Regions from separate parts of the Mus musculus genome. Here regions 1 and 2 are each linked to region 3. Evidence: chromatin contacts called from public promoter capture Hi-C data. All regions are on one chromosome and are shown on one strand. Each heading gives the region's core, a stretch centred on a gene start, on an enhancer-like site or on the middle of the called end of the contact. The rest is flanking DNA. Distances are from core to core; before and after follow the strand shown. Region 1 has its middle 23 kb from the start of Banf2os. Region 2 overlaps Kat14 (lysine acetyltransferase 14). Region 3 overlaps Rrbp1 (ribosome binding protein 1).

Region 1 (3,994 bases), core at 494-2,993, 280 kb after region 3:
GAAGAGGTTGAAACAGAAAAGCAGCTAAAAAAATAATGACTATAAACTTCCTAGTTTGCCTAAAAAAAAAAAAAAGAAAAGCTAAACAGCGTCAGGCTTACAGCTGTGTGAGCTGGAGAAAGGGCTCAGCAGTAACTGCTTGAAGCTAACTGCTCCTGTGAAGCCGGAGTGCACCTCTTAACTCCCTCACCCGGCAGTGCGCCTGCCTGTAACTCCAACTCCTGGGGGATCTAACACCTCTAGCCTCTGAGGGTACCAGAACTCCCAAGGAGATACACACACACACACACACACAGACACACTTAAAAATAAAATCTTGGGCTGGAGAGATGGCTCTGTGGTTAAGAGCACTGACTGCTCTTCCAGAGGTCCTGAGTTCAATTCCCAGCAACCACATGGTGGCTCACAACCATCTGCAATGGGGTCCAATGCCCTCTTCTGGTGTCTGAAGACAGCTACAGTGTACTTACATATAAATAAATAAATCTTAAAAAAAAAATAAAAAATAAAAAATAAAAAAAATAAAAAAAAAAATAAAAATAAAATCTTTTTTAAATAGAAACTCCACAAACCCCAAACAGGATATCCCCCCCCCAAAAAAAATCCATGAGACAATCATAGTAAAACTTAAGGATGAGGTTGAAGTCAGTAAGAGAACGGGAGCATGGCCTTCGGCGGACAAAGATGGCACGCTTTCTGGCAGGCCTGGGCTAAAAGACTGGTTAAAGGAATTTTTCTAACGGAAAGAAATGGATCAAAAGAAGGCACCTGGAGCTCAGGAAAATACCTCAAGGAAAACGCACTCAGGGAAACACAACGGACTCCGTTTCCTCTCCTAAATTATGTCTGACACGTGAGCAGAAACTGAGAATCTCCTCCTGAAAGACTACACTTCCCAGCCGACTACAGAGCTGTCTCCGCCCCTGTCGACTGTTGCATCCCACCCTTTCCTCTAAGCATCTTGAGCATCTGCACATCTGTGACAAAATACCTCCTCACAGTGAATAAACGCCGCCCCACCTAAGGTCTGGCCAAGCCTTTCTTTCCACCTCTGTCGCTCTACACCTGTTTTTATGTAATTAAGCTATTTGTTTATTTATTTATTTATGTTTCTATTTATTTATTTATTTGGGGTTTTTTGTGTGTGGTGTTTGTTTGTTTGTTTGTTTGTTTTTGAGTCAGGGTTACTCTGTGTAGCCTTGGCCATCTTAGAACTCACTCTGTAGACCAGGCGAGCCTCAAACTCAGAGATCAGCCTGCCTCTGCTTCCCAAGAGTGCAGGGCATAATGGCAAGTACTGTGCTTTCCCCATCCCCAACCTTACCACTCCACTCTCATTCTGTGTGCAGCTGCTTTTAAATAATATAACAGAAATAACCCCAGCTCGTATGGTATAAATGGAGCATGCCAATGGAGTACAGAGAAAAAAACAAAAACAAAAAACAAAAACGCTGAAATGGAGGCTCTGTGGATGGAATAAACTGCCAAGGCTATCTCTCAAAGGAAAAGCAGAGAGAGACGGACCAGGGGAAAGTCTTGAGGGTTATGAAGAGAACAGTATCTGAGCTGAGAGGAGAGCAGGTTAGCAGGAGCAGCCTGGGGACTAGCATGGACTCTGATCTGTTGGGTGAGTTTTCACGCTGACAGAGAACTAGGAGCCCTCACCGGAGGTTTGGGGACTGTAGGAGCAGATAAGAAAGAAACGGCTCTTCCTGACAAACGGAAACCCATTTGGCAAGGTGTCTGCGGAATGCTGGGTGTTTGCCTACAGGGTCAGAGTCCAGCATGAGCAGAGCCCAAACTGTCATGAGGAGTGGGAGGGGACCTGGCATTTATTACAACCATGTCACAGAGGAGCGGTAAGGGGACTAATTAGCCTTTAATAACTTACATGTCTGACACAGCCAGAGCAGCCATGAAAAATGATACATTCAACACCAGAAGCCAGATCTCCTTCAGTAAACAAATAACAACAAGCAAATATCACACATGTATGACACATGGCTATACATGTGTGAATCTGATAACTTAGGTGAGACGTGCGGCATGTTGTCCTGCCTTTCCTCCCTGTAACTCCATCACAGACACTTTTTCTACGCTTCTGAGGCTCCAGTCATGGTCAGCTGGATTCATGGATTTGAGCATGATGCTGAGCTAGAGATCACAGCAACAGGATGGATGGTGGGGCAGAAAATGCTCGCTTCATGGCCAGCAAAAAACAGGAAACAATGCGCCCGTGCTCACCAACGGCTCCCTTCCTCTCTTTTATTCCATCAGAGCCTCCAGGTTATTAGATGCACTGCACTCCTACATTCAGGGTGGTTAATGTCTGGGGAAATGACCTCACAGACACACCCAAGGATGTGGTTTGTTGATCTCTTGGGTTTTTCTTCATTGGACCAAGCTGCCTATCAAGATCTGCTTAATTTCAGAGGGGGGACAGTGGGGCACACATGAAGTGCCACATATGGGGAGGGAGGCAAGAGAATTGGAAACCCGAGGCTAGTCTGATCTACATATGCAATCAGGTCTCAAAATAAAATAAAATTTAATAAGAATCATACTGGGGGGGGGCTGCACTTTAATCCCAGCACTCTCCAGGCAGAGGCAGGCAGATATCTGTGCGTTTGAGGCCAGCCTGGTCCACATTGCTAGTCAAGGCTACACAGTGAGAATCTGTTAATTTTTTTTTCTTTTGAGACAGAGTCTCATGAGTAGCTCAGGTTAGCTAACCCATGATCCCCCTGCTTCAACCTTCTGAGTGCTAGGATGATAGTTGCTAGCCAGCAAGCCTGGCTTTTAGTTTATAATTGAATTTTTTAAAATGCCCATCGTAGACAGAGTCCTCAAAAAGCATACGATATCATATTCTGCTTCTGATCATTCATCTTCATAATTAAGATAAATGGACTTGAAATGGCCAGAGGGCTGGAGTGTTGCTGTGAAATCATGAGGACTACTGTGGATCCCAGCATCCACATAACAAGCTGGGTGCCCTGCTCGCACCTGTAACCCTAGTTCCAAGGAGTTTGAAGACAGGAAGATTGGTAGGGCTCCTAGGTTTAGCTTACAGTCAGAGAAAACTCAAGCCCCAGGTTCATAGGAAGACTCTGCCTCAAAGGAAAAGGTGGAAAGCAACAGGAGCAGACACCTAACATCCTCTTCTGGGCTCAGCACATGCCAGGGCACACGCGCGCGCGCGCACACACACACACACACACACACACACACACACTGGTCTTTTTTAAACATTATGTTAAATGGCTTCCCCCATTAGATCATGAGAAAGGCAGACCCCCACGGTCTTATTCAACACTGTGCTAGAAGCTTTAGCTAGTGAAATAAGGCAAAAACCAAATAAAGGAACATGAGAGATGAAAGAGGTACAGAATGTGGCTGGATACGGTGGTGCATTCATTTAATCCCAGCATTTGTCACATGTGGCAGGCAGATCTCTGAGTTTGAGACCAGCCTGGTCTACAGAGTGAGTTCCAAGACAGCCAGGGCTACAGAGAGAGAGGGAGGGGGAGGGGGGAGGAGGAGAGAGAGGGAGAGGGAGAAATATCACTGCCCTGGGCTGTGGGTACAGCTCTGTGATGGATTGCTTGTGTAATAGTATCTATAAGACCTTGGGTTCCATAGCAGTGAGTGAGTCCCTATTTGTAGATGATGTATGTGATTGCCTATGTAGAAAATCCCAGGGAATCTGAAAGAAAAGAAAATGAATACTAAAACTAATAAGTAAAGATCCAAGTTGGAGCTCTAGGATACAAAAAGAGAACTAACTCTATAGGTTGTCTTCTAACCTCTACATGCGTACTCTAGTACACATGTGCATACACACACACACACACACAAATAATGTAACAAAAATTTTTTTCAGAGAAAATTTTAAAGAAACAGAGAGTCACAATATTTGTGAATTAGATTACCCCAAACAGTAGTCAGTCAGTTTGTCACAAACTGACAGGCTTAAGGCTGTTGCTATTAGAAC
Region 2 (4,041 bases), core at 842-3,341, 440 kb after region 3:
ACTCTGCACACACGGTACACAGTCATATGTTCAGGCAAAACATCTGTATACATAAAGTAAAAAATAGAGAGTTTTCCATGCCAGCCAAGCAACATAGTGAGACCCTGTCTCAGCAACCACCACCACCACCACTACCACCACATTTGAAGGAGTGTGATCCTTAAACCTTTTGGTCTTAGGTTCTATTTATACTCTTAAACATTATTAGGATTACAAATAGCCATTGTTTATATTAATTGTGCATATTTTAATATTTGCCATTTTAGAAAATTAAGGAGAAATTTAAAAACATTTATTTTTAAACAAAATAACATACATCTGGGCCAATGAAGTGACTCAGGGTAAACGAGCTTGCCGCTGAGGCTGATGAGCTGAGCTCAGCCCCCAGGACCCATATGTGAACATGCAGTCCCACAAATTGGCTGATGTTGGCACCTGCACCTCCGTCTATGCGCCCCCAGCCCCCGAACAGCGAGAACACCTTTATGAAAAAAGGTGTTTGATAAAACAAAATGAAAAGTGGCATTCTTTTCTTTGTTTGCAAATCTCAATAATATCTGACTTTTTGAAGATTGGTTCTCATCTTCCATATTCAGTACGTTGACTGTCACATGTCATTGTCATTGGAAACTACTAAACACTTGTAAAAAATTAACATGAAAAGGCAAACACCTTAATATTCTAAAACTACATTTTAAAGATTTGTTTACTTATTTTATGTATGTGAGTACACTGTAGCAGTACAGATGGTTGTGAGCCTTCATGTGGTTGCTGGGAATTAACTTAAGACCTCTGCTGGCTCCAGCCCCTGCTCGCTTCAGCCCAAAAATGTATTTATTATTATATGTGTACACTGTAGCTGTCTTCAGACACACCAGAAGAGGGCGTCAGATCTCATTATGGATGGTTGTGAGCCATCATGTGGCTGCAGGGATTTGAACTCAGGATCTTCAGAAGAGCAGTCAGTGCTCTTAACCGCTGAGCCATCTCTCCAGCCCCCTAAAATTAATTTTTTTTTTTTTTTGGTTTTTCGAGACAGGGTTTCTCTGTATAGCCCTGGCTGTCCTGGAACTCACTTTGTAGACCAGGCTGGCCTTGAACTCAGAAATCTGCCTGCCTCTGCCTCCCGAGTACTGGAACTAAAGGTGTGCGCCACCACGCCCGGCTTAAAAATAATTTTTATCTTACATGCTCAGAGAGGCTTGAGCACCAGGTGTCTTTGGACCTTTCATTAAGAATTACTGGTGTTAGGGCTGAGGGAAGGGTGGTGAAGAGAAAGCAAGGACAGTTTCTCTCATCGTCTTAGCTCTGAGTGAGTGCGATAGGTTGGAAAGGTTAAAAAAATGAGGATGAAGGAGAGGTGCTCGGAGCCCAGAGGTGGCCTGGGAGGAAGATAGAGCTGCTTTGCCAGCTTCCTGTCACTGTAACGGGTTACCTGCTGCAGGGTCCTTATGAAGGAAAGAACTTCAGCACTGTCACGGGCTAACTCATGAAAGAAAGAGGGTCCTTTTGCCTGTTCAGTCCTGTGATCAGGCGACACTTTGGCTGAGCCTCTGATAGTCTATCTTGGTGTCAGTATGTGTCAAAACAAGCTGTCATTTTTAGAGCCAGGAACAGAGAGACAGGGAAGGACTGAGGGAGAGACTAAGGGAGCAAGCCCAATGGCTTAAGGACCTCCCATAAGACACACTTCTTAAATGTCCACACCCCCAGCAGCCCCACTCTGAGATCAAGCCTTTGCATATGGATTGGAGACTCTCCCAAAGTGTAGCTCTTGCTGCTAAAGGTTTTCTCTTCCTTTTCTAGTACATGTTTGAAGCTTTTTTTTTTTTTTTTTTTTTTTTGGCAAAAGATTGTACTCCTTCTGTAAAAGTTCATTTCTGAGAATTTCTGGTAATTGATTTATATCTGTAACATAGAAATTGTGGCCATTAAAGTAATTTTTAGTGGATGAATAGTTGGCCTTCAGCCTCTCTGTCTTTACTTCGTTATATCTGCTGTCTTTGAAGCATGCCTAGGAACCACTCTGGTATGTCAGGCAGGGCACAGTGAATCAGACAGAGATGTGTTCTCTGGGTGCAACAGCTATTCACTAGGACTAATGATTAACTGTGCCATCAATGCCCAGGCTCATAGTCAACAAAGCAAGCCAGCTTTTCCCCCTGTGATGATTGATTGATGAAGTGGTTGCTTTTAGTCTGTTTGTTTTGTTGTCTTTTGAGACAGGATCTCTCGTGTAGTCCCGGGTGTCCTGAAACTCTGACTTGTAGAACAGAATGACCTTGAACTCAGAGATATTCCTGCCTCTGCCTCTGCAAGTGCTGAGATTAAATGCGAGTGCCTTTGCATCTGGCTGTGATAAGTGTTTTATGTTTGAATTACTTCATTTGATCTCTTAGCCACCCAATAAGGTAATTCTGTTATCCTGGTTTCTCAGAGGAAGAAACTACCACAGCTGGAAGGTGACACAGCAAGGATGTAAAGGCAGGCAGATCCCACCCCTGGCTCTGGGCTGCTGTGCTCTATTTCTTCCCCCAGTGCAGGCTGTACAGCAGCTGGCAGCCAGGAATCAGTGAGTTTATGTCGAATGTACTTTCTCTGCTGTGATCAAATGGAAGTATCTATAGCGTTGAAATTCTCTGCGCTTTAGGAAAAAGACGTCGACGTGGTGGAGCACAGTAGCAGGCTGCCTCAGCGTGGGAAGCCCTGTTTATTTCCGGTCAGGTGCTCAGGAGTTTGGAGAGCCCGGATGGTGGAAACTTGTTCATAACAGACCCCCAACCATGAGGCCGGAGGGAGAGAAGCTGGCTGCCTCCACCTTGAAAGTGAAAGGTAAATTGTGAGAAGTCCCAGCCTGGGCCCGAGACTCCCCAGCGCCCACTTGCTGCCTCTGGGGCTGTGAGCAGGACAGTTTCACAGGCTCAGGGGTTGAATACTATAGAAAACATACTGTCATTTCCTAAGGAAGTCACTCGTTTTGTCATCTCCTTTGGTGGCCTCCCCACCCTCTGTTCTTTCTGTTTGCCTGTCTTCATATGGTCTCTAGTCAAAGCTGTCCTGGGACTCACTTGTAGCACATGCTGGCCTTAGCTTTGAACCATCCTCCTGCCTCTGCCTCCCAAGGGTTGGGATTACCAGCATAAACCATTGCGTGAAACAGAAGGTTGTTTTCAGCCTGATCGCCTTTAAGCTTTTTATTGTAGAAATGGAAGCCCACTTGAAGGAGTAGAGAAGAGTGTGAGAGCCGGTCCTCCCTCACCTCAGCAGTGGTCACTCCAGTGTTGCCAGTGATCCGGTTCTCTAGTCCGACTCTCCGCTCATCTGCATCTTTGACTTGTTTAGAAACATTTTATCCTTAAATAGTTCAGTCTGTGTCTCTAGGATGTTCTTTCTCTTTATAGGATGACTGTGATGCCATTTTGTTTAAATAGCATTTTAACTCCTTATTATCACATGTTGATTTTTATTTTTTTAATCTAGAAAACTTTGATTTTTTGAGACATGGTTTCTTTGTGTAGCCTTGGGTGTCCTGAATCTAGCTCTGTAGACCAGGCTAGCCTCACCCCATAGAAATCTGCCTGCCTCTGCCTCCTAAGTGCTGGGATTAAAGGCGTGGGTCACCACCATCCAGCTAAACAACTTTTGAAAGCCTGCCTGCCATCTCAGTACTCTGGAGGTAGAGACAGGTAGATCTCTGTGAGTTCAGGTCAGCCTGATAGTGAGTTCCAGGCAGCCAGGGCTATCCCGTGAGATCCAACACACACACACACACACACACACACACACACACGAAGCATAACTAGGTATATTGGCACACATAAGCCAGCACTAGAGAAGCTTGAGGGCATAATGATTATGAATTCCTGGCCAATCTAAGCTACTGTTTCAAAATAAAACGAGTAAAAAGCAGAAATATACTATTACACATTAATCCCTCACATTTTCCCTCAACATGCCTTGGACATCTTTCTGTTGCAGTGCTGTGATCTTGACTTCAGTATGTGTCCATTTTATGATAACATCAAAACACTACCCTGTTGT
Region 3 (4,238 bases), core at 1,277-3,776:
GTGTGAAGGCCACTACATGTGTAGCTGAACCAGGACTTCAGGCTTACATTTAAATGACACTAACTTGTAACTGAGATATGACTTAGTTCTTTCTGGCCAAGGGCCTTCCACTAGGTGTGGCAAGGGAAGCCAATACCTGAGCTGTTCCCTCAGGATCAGCCCCTCTCCCAGAACAAGAATGACTGACTGGTGGTTTGAATAAGAATGGCCTCTACAGGCTCATATATTTGAATACTTAATCATCAGAGAGTAGCACTATTTGAGAAGAATTAGGAGGTGTGGTTTATTGGAATAGGTGTATCTCTGGGAGTAGGATATGAGCTTTCAAACCCCATGCAAAGTCTACTTTTTTGACCCATGGATCAGGATGTAGCTCTCAGCTCCTGCTCTAGTACCATGGATATTGCTATAATGAGGAATGGACTTCTGGACCTGTAAGCAGGCCCTCAATTAAATGCTTTCCTTTATCAGAGTTGTCTTGGTCATGGTGTCTCTTCACAGTAATAGACTAGTGACTAAGACAGTGACCAAAGTCTAGAAGACCTTCAAGTCCAAACTGTACCCCAACTCCATCCTCTACCTTCAGCTGTGTAATCTCTTCTTTTCCTGACGACTCCAGGGGGCCAGCAGCACGGAGTTTCTCCAGCTCTTCTTGTATCCGACACGCTGTGCGTTGAGCCTTGTCAGAGAGGGGACACATCTGGGTGAGTTGCCTAGCAGTCAAACCTGACTAAATTCACTGGGTTGGGGGAGGGGGAGGGCCATCCCCAGCCTAAGACAAAAGCTCATATTGATTCACATGGGCAAGAAGCTTGGAGATAACCCACTCGCACCCAGGCCTTCAGGACCTCCCAAAGATGCAGAAACCTACAAGGCTCCTGGGGCAGAGTCAGGTGCCTGGTGGGAAAGTTGGGAAGGACAGAGATGATGCCCAAGCTCTCAAGACGCTTGTAGGAGCTGGGGCCACTAGGCAGAACCTAACCTCCTCAAACTCAGCTGTGAGCTTCTGCCGCCGTGTCTGCTCAGCCTCCAGGGTGGCTTCTGTCCGCTCCAGCTGTGTTTTCAACTGTATGGAGATAACACAAGTTGGACTGGAGAGGCTCGCAGAGGCCCCTCTGGGGCAGACTGTAACTGCAGGCTCCCCCTTCAAGCTATTTCTAGGATTCCCTGGGCCTTTCCCCACCCTAAGTCACTCTCAGCACTCTCATTTCTGGGGAGAGAGTGCCTCAAGACTCAGGAGAGAACCAGAGAAGTCGCAAAAAGGTGCTGGGGAAAACACTAGACTCTAAGCCTTTCACAGGACTCACAGGGCAGGAAAGACCCCAAAGCCATGGGGCAGGACATGGTCTACAATGGGAGCCCAATGATAGGTCCCTGCCTCTTGCCAATTGCTCTTGGTAACTGATCTTTTGGTCAAAACTCTGGAAGACAGATGTCCGGCTAGCAATGCCCCAGTAAAGGGCCACAGCTAAAGACAAATCTCCTCTGTGGCTACCCAAACCCAAGCTACACACAGGTCCAAAAGTCCCTTCCTTGTGTAGTAAGGGCCAAGGGCCCTAGCCACCCGCCCTTAGCTCTACACCCTTCCATTCTGGGTCCTCTCACCCAGATCACACGGGATGAGGAGGTGGCTAGCAGTGGGGACTGAAGTACCTGCACTCAGTTTAATCAGCACATAGGCTGCCCACCCCTGAGCACCATGTGATGTTAGGGGTGAGGACCAGCTTATCACCCTAACCTTCATAGGGTCCTGCTCGGCTGGAGGGACAGCTGGAGACCCAGCCACGTCACCATCCTCTACGTGGCTCCTCATGTCACTCAACTGCTGCCTGACCTGAAACAGGGAGGGGTGGGTTTGTGCAAATACACACCAGTGGAATGCACCCATGCACACACACAAGCACCCATGCACTCGCCAGAGAGATGGGAGGGGGGAGAGGGAGAGAAAGGGAGTGGGGAGAGGGGAGGGGAGGGGGGAGAGGGAAGGGGAGGGGGACCAGGAGGGGGAGAGAGAGACTCCTCAGAGACATAGGAAGAGTAAAGGTCTGCCATCTGTGATCAATATTTATGTTCCCTAGTGCAGGAGGGATACTCCACTCAGCATCTCAAAAGCCTTGAGGCCAACAAGCCCCTTGACTAATGAGAGCCATGTGTATTTTTTGAAGTGAACCTGTGAGGCAACACCCCTCTCCCCCAGGAGCAACCACACAAAACCAGGGAGTCCACATGGAACAGAGGTAACTGACAACATGTCCCATTCCAATTATTCAAGGATGTAGTGTCCTGTTCACAGCCTTTTGGGGGCTTGGACAAAATAGTAAGACCATATTATTGCCTTGTAATTCTCTGGGTCCACCAGACCACTGGGCCTTCCATCTGAAGACCAGCAAAGTCACACAGGTTGCTTGGGAAAGGTCCCAGTCAGAAGGCCTGGGGACAGAACTCATAAGCTCTTTAGGAGACCTGGGTGGCCTCAGTCTCCACTTAGCCTTCTCAAATGCCCCAGAGTGCAGAAAGCAAAGAGCACAGTTCAAAGGTGACAAGAACCCTTGGCAGGCACGGTCTGTGTACATGCCTTGGCTGGGCTGTGTCCCATGGGGGGGGGGGGTGTAGTGGGGGGCTCTTACCCAGACCCAACCTAGCAAATGGCTGAGAATGGCAGCCTTAAATTTGGGAGGCTTGGCCCAGACAGCATCTACTTGTAGTGTGGTAGTCTGGACAAGGCCTAAAACCTGGATGCAGGGAGCTGGGCTTAGGAGAAAGTGTGGAGTCAACACACCAGAGCTGCTCTCCTGGACAGCACATGTTCAATCTCCAAATTTCAAATGTTGACATCTACTTCAAGGTTTTCAAAATGGCAATGAAGATAAAGGGAAGATAGCTGCAGCTGCACAGGCTGCTGCCTAGGGCCAGGGCTGGGGACCAGGAGGGAGACCAAGCAGCTGGGACATGGTTCCAGACACAGCAGCGGCAAACTGGGAAAACTACTGGACTACAAGAGGCAATGTGCACAGGGCCACTCCTCACATCTCTGTACAGGTTTATCTGCTCTCAGTGCCTGGCAGAGGGCCAGAAGGAGCAGGTCATCCCGTATAACTGTAAGACTGGCAAGGCCAGTTCCATCATTGAAGCAGGAAAGCATGCAGAAAGCACAGACATGCCTAAAGGCTTTAAAGGACTCTCCTGTGGTATCAGGAGTCCTGTATCCTGGGCTGCTCAGCTGACCAAACAGGCTACTAAGGCCTACATGTCCCACAGCCCATGGTCTTGAGCAGATGCCAGATCTGCCCAAAGACAGGAAACAGAATGTGAACATTCTGGTCCCTGGCAGCTACAAGCCCAACTAAGTTTTATGCAAACTGCTGTAGTCCCCCTAAGCTTGCCCTACATGACTAATGTATGACATACCCTGCTAAGCTGCAGACACTCCACATGGATATCAAGTTACATCACATGCATACCCCGTATCATACACCCCTGCCCAGGACCTAAGTCAACCTACCAGGGCAAGCTCATCGCTTTGTTTCTGGGCTTCACTCTTGGCTTCATCCAGCTGAGACTGCGATTCTAGCAGAAGCTGCCTTAACTTGAGGGGAAACAACCAGATGAGGGTAAAGGAGGGGGGAAAAGTTACAATGAGTCCACACCTAAACTTGAGCCAGAATCCAAGCCCTGGAGATGTACACAGCACAGGGACAGATGTCCTACAGGAACAATGTCCTACACCCAGGCTTTTCACAAACACCTGCTTTGGTGGTTTTAATGAAAATGGTCCCAATAGGCCTATAGGGAGTAGGCATTATTAGGGGGCATGGTCTTGTGGGAGTAGGTGTGGCTTTGCTAAAGGAAGTGTGTCACTAGCAGGTGGGGTTTGATGTCTCAGAAGTTCACACCAGGCCTACTAGCTCATAGTTCACTTCTTGCTGCCTGCTGATCAGGATACAGAACTCTCAGCTACGTCTCCAGCACTGTGTCCGCCTGCATACCATCATGCTTCCCACCATGACAATAATTAGACTAAACCTTGAACTGAAAGCCAGCCCCAATTAAATGTTTCCCTTTATAAAAGTTGCCATGGTTATGTCTCTTCACAGCAACAGAAACCCTAAGACACCTGCCCATTGTCTCATGTTAAAGAGCAAAAGTTTGCAATCAAAACTAGACTAAAGGTACCAGGCTTGGGAGTTCTACTTCTGAAATCAGAAGACAGAGACTGATTAAAATCCAGTGTCAGCTAA

What was found. Capture Hi-C pulls out chosen DNA fragments and counts their contacts.
Region 1: a promoter capture Hi-C map of liver shows a contact between it and region 3. The contact joins two enhancer-like sites. A contact is called at or near these places in 7 of 39 promoter capture datasets (the 3T3-L1 cell line, 3T3-L1-derived adipocytes, embryonic stem cells and 3 more), 5 of 484 Hi-C or Micro-C datasets (bone marrow-derived macrophages, colorectal tumor organoids and embryonic stem cells), 5 of 115 datasets of contacts at active chromatin or transcription factors (bone marrow-derived macrophages, effector CD8 T cells, embryonic stem cells and 2 more) and 3 of 9 other capture datasets (adipose tissue, liver and pancreatic islet).
Region 2: a promoter capture Hi-C map of liver shows a contact between it and region 3. The contact joins two enhancer-like sites. A contact is called at or near these places in 1 of 115 datasets of contacts at active chromatin or transcription factors (pancreatic cancer cells) and 2 of 9 other capture datasets (adipose tissue and liver).

Annotation. Positions count from the first base shown.
Region 1 is chr2:144,228,983-144,232,976 of GRCm38.p6, forward strand. No RefSeq gene overlaps it. Among named protein-coding and RNA genes, the nearest start is that of Banf2os, 23 kb to the left of the region's middle. Within about 2 kb of position 1,744, at least 95 of the 459 cell types and tissues checked have an H3K27ac peak or open chromatin away from gene starts, as enhancers often do. A contact at or near this core is called in adipose tissue and liver, where this site is marked.
Region 2 is chr2:144,386,525-144,390,565 of GRCm38.p6, forward strand. It overlaps Kat14 (lysine acetyltransferase 14), which reads left to right. Exons shown (of 11, transcript NM_181417.3): 5 at 2,651-2,832. Among named protein-coding and RNA genes, the nearest start is that of Kat14, 20 kb to the left of the region's middle. Within about 2 kb of position 2,092, at least 19 of the 459 cell types and tissues checked have an H3K27ac peak or open chromatin away from gene starts, as enhancers often do. A contact at or near this core is called in liver, where this site is marked.
Region 3 is chr2:143,948,690-143,952,927 of GRCm38.p6, forward strand. It overlaps Rrbp1 (ribosome binding protein 1), which reads right to left. Exons shown (of 24, transcript NM_024281.2): 19 at 3,503-3,586; 20 at 1,739-1,834; 21 at 983-1,066; 22 at 581-679. Among named protein-coding and RNA genes, the nearest start is that of Gm33804, 11 kb to the left of the region's middle. Within about 2 kb of position 2,527, at least 37 of the 459 cell types and tissues checked have an H3K27ac peak or open chromatin away from gene starts, as enhancers often do. A contact at or near this core is called in adipose tissue and liver, where this site is marked.